2 separate regions of the Sus scrofa genome follow, and region 2 is linked to region 1. A link is a contact called in public HiChIP or PLAC-seq data. All regions are on one chromosome and are shown on one strand. The core of a region is the stretch at or near the end of the contact, and the rest is flanking DNA. Distances in the headings are between cores, read along the strand shown.

Region 1 (3,687 bases), core at 871-3,370:
CCATGTTGCTGTGGCTGTGGGGTAGGCTGGTAGCTGCAGCTCCAATTTGAGCCCTAGCCTGGGAACCTCCATTTGCCATGGGTGTGGCCCTAAACAACAAACAATATATATATACATACACATACATAGGAGAGCTTTATAGAAACTCTCTCGAAGCTGACCGCTGAAGATAAAAATTGGCAGAGCACTTAAGTTCAGATGTGTCTTATTCCAAAGTCTGTGACCTCAACCACTATCATATTCTCGGGTTATTGAGATTAACTGCTGGACAGAAAGTCATTCTGTTCAAGCTCGCATAGCCGTATAGGCAAAATATTTATTTCTGACTCATCATGTTATTTTTCTGTGCTGAACTGAGTAAATAGAAAAGGGACAGCTGTACTCTTCCTACAGTAAACCCTAGCCAAAATTTGTAGCACTGGAATTGTGAAAATTCCTCTGGAGTTCTGATTTGGGGCCTTCGGAATACATCATCTGCCGGTGCATAGGAATTAGAATGACATGGGCAGCAGAAGCAGGGCAGGGAGGAAATTGACCCGAGTGCCCAGTCTCAGGAGAGGACGTGGAGACCTGGGCACTGCAGACAAGAGGGGCAATGTCAAAAGCAGCGAAGTGAGTCCTAGCTGGGGACACTGCCCACGTCTCATTCAGTAAGTTGGGTGCCAGCCAGAGTGTGCCTGAACAGTTAAAAACTCGCTTTTAACAGGTATTGTTATAATGCTGTCTTCTTACAATAAAGTTATTCTCATGTCCTAGCAGCAGATTTCTCTGTAACAGAGATAAAAACAGATTCTTAGATGTATGATCTTTTGTGGTGGATCTAGTTAATGAAGATATAATTATGGTTTATTATGTATTTTAAATGATTTAAATTAACTTAAATGGGAGTTCCCATTATGACTCAGTGGAAACAAATCTGACTAGCATCCATGAGGATGCAGGCCCCAATCAGTGGGTTAAGATCCGGCGTTGCCGTAAACTGTGGTGTAGATCTCAGACATGGTTCAGATCTGGCCAGCAGCTACAGCTCTGATTTGACCTCTAGCCTGGGAACCTCTGTATGCTGCAGTTCTGGCCCTTAGAATAAATAAATAAATAAAATAAAATAAATAAATAAATAATAAAAAAGAAATAAATTGACTAAAATATAAGTTAAAAATACTGGCATCAAGAAAACATGAAAATGTTTAATACCAGTTATCTCTGGGAGTGAGATTATTATCTTTATCCTTTTCTTTTGTCTTCTTTATTTTTCCAATACATTTGTATAGTCTATCAGAAAAAAAAAATCAAAAGTTTTTTTTTTTGTTTTATTTGTGTGTTTTCAAGTACTAAAACATACACTAACTGCTTAGCTTCGGATTTGAAGCTCTGGTACCTCCTCTTGGCACTGGAGACTTCTTGGTATATAGTCTGTGACTGTAGGAGAAGTCCGATGCTCAAAGGATGCTCCAGTGTGACTTGAGAAAGGATATTCCTGTATTAGAAATGACTCTGCTCAGAGAGAGCATCACTTTGAAGCTAATGAAACTGGAGCTTTAGGCGCCTCAGTTCTACAGCCCTATATTTTATTTTATACATGTTTCTTGGAGGAACTCTAAATATTTGCATAAGATTAAATCCACCCTGTTCTCACTGTATGTGACCATGATGATGGTAAAAGGTGTCCATTACCCAGTTTATCTCTACAGGTAAACTCTAGTCCAGCTTGTCTTTTTTTTACACTTTCATTTTTCTACTCTAGGCTAGGGGTAAAAGTGGAGGTTGGAGAAGGAAGACCTGACAAAATTTCAACATAGTTGTCTTAAACTTTGCCCAGGGAAAGAAAGGGAAGGAAATCCTATTTCCTTAAGATTGTTTCTCTGGCTTGTCTGTTTCTCTTTCAGCTCTCAGGAGCCAAGTGCTCTTACAGGCCTCGGCTATGCAAAGCCACTGCAGCTCACCAAGATCTGCTTTACCCTCGCGCTTCTCAGTTCTCAAATTCTCATCTACTTTTAAAATGTTATCCTTTTAACATCTGTTGTGAGGAAAGCAGTCTGATTAAGCTATTATGATGATACAGGAGAACATTGCTCTATTACTTATCATCTTATGCTGGTTTCTTCCCACTTCCTTTTTCTCATTTGAACACTCTAAAGATGGGCTTTTCTCTTTTTCCTTATTTGGAGAATGGCGATCATCATACTGTATGGATACAGTCATCTCTTTCAGAGCATGTTCACCATTCCCCAACCCATGGGAGCCCATGGCTGACAATTTTATTTGCTTCTCAATACTGAAGGTGAAATAGATGGGCACTGGGTGCCTGGGTGTATACTGTTAAGGTCAGAAAGAGTAGACATAGTGATGAGATTCTTAGCTTTAGTAAAGGGAGCTAGTAGGCAGGCAGTTCCTTTCCTTTACTCCGTACCTTGCAAATTAGATCTGCAAAGGACATGTTTTAATATATAAAATAATTTCAGTTGTTACCATTTTCATCAGTCATTTACCATTGGTGCCTGATTACTGTGCAGATATTAACAATAAGAGCTTTTTAACGCCCTAAGCCAGTGAAGCGAGCACCTGGGAGGAGGGAGAAGATCATGTAGAGACATTGGGAGTGGGCTGGCCAAAGTGGCCAGACACCAAGACAACCACATCTTTCTTTTTTTCTTCCATTAAAATTGTACCATTTTATATTTATAATTAAATAAAAGGGAAAATACACTTTGCAAGCTGTTTAATTTCAACATGTATTTACTTACATTTTATTGAATTGTTGGTTATTTACTATGATTATCAACATACAACTTTTAAAATTTAGAATTGCGTATACTTGTACAATTGATTGATATTTGTACCATCTTGGAGATCAATGGATTAAAAAGCATTTTAGCACTTTCATTGTCCTTTGTTGTTTTTTTTTAACAGAAGGAGATGAACTGGTAGTTCCTGAAACATCAGATAATAGTCGAAAACAAATGGTTAGAAATATTAATAATAAGAGGCGTTATTCCTTCAGAGTCCCAGAAGAGGAAAGGATGCAACAGAGGAGGTAGATATTTAATTTATACTCATCCAAAGATGCTTATAGCATCGGAAAGACTATTTGGTAGTAATACTGTATTTGATTTGGAAGCAAAATTTGATCTCGTAAAATCTGTCATTCATCATCTCTGGTGTTAAAAATAGTGAATGTATTTCTCTGTGTAACTTTAATGCTCTCCAAATTGTGATTATGTACTAGATTTAAGTACTATATTTTTATTCATTTCTCTCTGTATGTGGAATCGTTACAATTTTTAGAATGTGGACCTTTATAAACAGAGAGCATATCTATATAGATTAACTATTCTCTTAATGACCAAACAGAAATAGGTTTGAAGTGTTTCTGGTTACATACAAAAGCATTTGTAAAATATTAGCAATTGTTTAAAAAGACATACATTGGAATTCCCTTCATGGCTCAGCAGAAACGAATCCGACTAGCAACCATGATGATGAAGGTTCCACCCCTGGCTTTGCTCAGTGGGTTAAGGATCTGGCATTGCCATGAGCTGTGGTGTGGTCACCGATGCAGCTCAGATCCTGCGTTGCTGTGGTATAGGCCAGCAGCTTCAGCTCCGATTCAACCCCTAGCCTGGGAAGCTCCGTATGCTGCGGGTGCGGCCCTTAAAAAAAAAAAAAAAGACAGAAATAAAAAGACAT
Region 2 (3,440 bases), core at 398-2,897, 340 kb before region 1:
CCTGCTGTGCCCTGACCTCTGCTCCTACCTGCAGGCTGGGCGTGGGGAGCGCCGTGAAACCCCACCTTGGATGAAGATTGCCGCATTCATCCTCTGGATGCTTAGCCCGGACACCTCGTTTCTGAAATGAGACTATGTTTTGTGATTTAAACATCTGTCCATAGACTGATCCCATACTCCAGAGAGAGCGGGAAAGGTCTGGAGCCCATGGTGTTTAGTCTAATGGCAGGGAAGAGCTCACGGAACACATTTGAAGGAGCGGTGGGTGACAAAAAGTTGCTTTTGGACCACATCCTAGGAGCGGTGCTAGTCACATGTGTGGGTGTGGTGGTTAATGGTGATGGGCAGGCCTCAGACCCCTAATCTGCAGGGGTCTACAGGGCGGGTCCTGTGGTTGAGGAGCCGCCGGCAGGAGCAGGGACCAACCCAAACCAGCTCCAAGGGAGAGGTCACTTCAAGGACTCTGACTCGTGGTACAGGCTGAGTTAAAAAAATTCATCTGTGTTGTTAATGGATGCATTTGGAGTGGATAAGCAATGAGCTCCTGCTGTAGAGCACAGGGAGCTCTGTCTGGTCGCTTATGATGGAACATGATGGAGGATAATGTGAGAAAAAGAATGTGTATATATGTGTGACTGGGTCGCTTTGCTGCACAGTAGAAACTGACAGAATGCTCTAAACCAACTCTAGTGGAAAAAATTAAAATCATGAAGAAATGTGTCTGTGCAGAAGATGACACATTTGTAGACGGAGTTACTGCCTGAGTCAAAATTCCATGGGACTCGGGGGTATAGCTCAGGGGTAGAGTATTTGATTGCAAAATTCCATGGGACAGAGTCCCACTCCCAGCTGTAGTCCCCCCTCCACCCATGACTCACAAAGGGTGAGAATTGCACCCCCCTCCCCAGCCCAGTCTTCCTGAGAAACCGACACTGAACTCCACCAAGCTGATCAGACTTCATCCTGTGACGTGTCAGAGCTAGGCGAGAGAGACATGCTTGCAGGTGGATCCTGGTTCCAGTTTGGAGAAATTGACCCCAGGGATACATGTCCTGCTCCTTAGGGAATGAAAATAAAAGATGTTACTGGAAAGCTGAATTAATACGCAACATACTTGGAGTTCCCACTATGGCTCAGCAGTATCAGCAGTAATGAATCTGACTAGTATCCCTGAAGATGAGAGTTTGATCCCTGGCCTCGCGCATGGGTTAAGGATCTGGTATTGCCTTGAGCTGTGCTGTAGGTCGAAGACGTGGCTGGGATCTGGCATTGCTGTGGCTGTGGCTGGCAGCTGCAGCTCTGATTCCACCCCTAGCCTGGGAACTTCCACATGCTGTGGGTGCGGCTCTAAAAATACAAAAACAAACAAACAAAACCCCCAAACAAACAAAACCATGCAACATCCTTATACATTCTGCCAAGTGTACAGCTCCAGAAATCTTTGATTCTGTGCCTTGCCTCCAAGCACCGTCCAAGAGCCTGAATTTTTGCTCTCCAGGCGATGTTTGCACTGCCTCTGTGTGTGTGTGTGTGTGTGTGTGTGTGTGTGTGTGTGTGTGTGTGTGTGTGTGTGTGTCTGCGAGCTGCCACTGCGGCTGCCATCTCGGACTGCAGCTGGTGTTGATGGCGCTGAAGCGCTGAGTCACTGGCTGTTTAGTTGCCCTTACATCACGTTCCATTGTCCTTTCTTCCTTTCTAGGCTTTTAAGGGCTCTTTCAGTGGTTTGGTTTGGTTTTGTTTTTGCCTCCGGGCCTGTTCCTATTGGGAAAAATGGCTACAAAAACCCAGAAGCTGCTGGGGCTTCTGAATAAACCTGAACAGAAGGACAGGCCGTTCCTGCAGGCTGCTGAGAACACCCAGTGCCCACATCTCCTCAGGGGCACCCAGTGGGCAGGGGAAGTGAGCAGGGTGCCCCAGGGTGGGCTCTGGCTCATTTTTCGGTAGCTCTCCCTGCTGTGCTAGTTTGAACTAGATCTGATGCGTGTAACAATCTTTCTGCATTCCAGATCCCACGCTCTCCATGTCCTGTTTTCGCACAAGTGTAACAGGTGGTGTAATTATCTGCGTGACATAAATTCTTGGAGAGCTGGCCTCCGGAGAACTGTCTTTAAATGACCATTTTGACCCAACAAGCTTGTCACTTTATTAACATTTTTTGGTTATAAAAAGACCTATTTATTATGGAAAAATTGGGGGAAACCCAGAAAAGTATAACGAATGAAATAAAAAGTATCCATAATCCATCATCCTGGAGTGCTCACTGAACATCTCGATGTAGACTTTTTCCAATATTTTTGTTTATATCTACCGGGAACCATCGACTGGAGCCACCACGTTGACTAGTCACAGTAATAGCCACTTGCAAGCGTTGTGTCACAGTGGCAGGCCCTGATAAGGTACGCGGTGCAGCCCTGAAGACTAACCAGGAGGATTTGGGAGGGGCCTACGGGAGGGGGAGACAACCAACCTCCCAGGATCCTTGGCGCTGGAATCCATCTTGGCCGAGAGGTGCAGGTGGCACCAGAAAGGACCCTGAGCCAGACTGAATACAGGCCGAGCAAGACGACTGGCCAGAGACAGCCCGGAAACTAACCCCATTCCCATAAAATCTGAGGCTGTGAGCCTCGTGGCTGAGCCGTTCTCCTGGGTTCCTTCTCCTGCTGCTCTGGACCCCGGGCGCCCCTTCCCAGTAGGTCTCGTGCTTTCTCAGCACGGGTGTCTCCTTGGACAACTCAGTCCTGAGAGTCAGACAAGAGCCCATGCCGGGGCCCTGGGAGGGGGTCCCCCTTCCTGCCACATAGCAATGGATTTGCACACACATTGTACATATCAGGCCCACACTGGACATTTTGTTTGAATTGTAAAATGTGCTGTGAATATACTCTTATGTACATTCTGGAAGTGCTGCAAACTAGTGAAGTCTGAGCCAGGAGATATTGCTGTATCTTTGCCTTATTTACTGTTTTATTTATTTATTTATTTATTGGTTTTTTAGGGCTGCACCTGTGGCACAAGGAAGTTCCCAGGATGGGGGTAGAATCAGAGCCCTAGCCACAGCCACATAGGATCTGAGCCATGTCTGAGACCTACACCACAGCTCACGGCAATGCCGGATCCTTAACCCACTGAGCGAGGCCAGGAATCGAACCTGCATCTTCCGATTTGTTTCTGCTGAGCCACGATGGTCCTTTCATTTTTAGTTCCGGGACATTTTTCTTGCCAAGACGGCCTCATCCACAGGTCCCGTCCTTTCCTCCCGCTTCTGCCAGGTGTTTAGAGCATCATCTCAGGTAACCCCTCCGTCTCTTCTTTTGTCTTCTGAGAACCCAGAGGTTCTCAAACTCGAGGGTGATGCACACTGAGGTGTGTGGAATGATTAGCCAATGGGGACCTGCTGTATAGCTCAGAGAACCCTACCCAGTATTCTGTGATTATCTGTG

What was found. HiChIP or PLAC-seq counts read pairs in DNA pulled down with a chosen protein or histone mark.
Region 2: a contact with region 1 is called in an H3K27ac HiChIP or PLAC-seq map of alveolar macrophages. The contact joins two enhancer-like sites. A contact is called at or near these places in 1 of 47 Hi-C or Micro-C datasets (embryonic fibroblasts) and 2 of 2 datasets of contacts at active chromatin or transcription factors (alveolar macrophages and skeletal muscle).

What each region holds. Positions count from the first base shown.
Region 1 is chr10:14,667,179-14,670,865 of Sscrofa11.1, reverse strand. CDC42BPA (serine/threonine-protein kinase MRCK alpha) reads left to right here. Exons shown (of 40, transcript XR_002336229.1): 35 at 2,911-3,034. Among named protein-coding and RNA genes, the nearest start is that of COQ8A, 72 kb to the right of the region's middle. Within about 2 kb of position 2,120, at least 2 of the 83 cell types and tissues checked have an H3K27ac peak or open chromatin away from gene starts, as enhancers often do. A contact at or near this core is called in alveolar macrophages, where this site is marked.
Region 2 is chr10:15,010,753-15,014,192 of Sscrofa11.1, reverse strand. No RefSeq gene overlaps it. Among named protein-coding and RNA genes, the nearest start is that of AHCTF1, 30 kb to the left of the region's middle. Within about 2 kb of position 1,647, at least 33 of the 83 cell types and tissues checked have an H3K27ac peak or open chromatin away from gene starts, as enhancers often do. A contact at or near this core is called in alveolar macrophages, where this site is marked.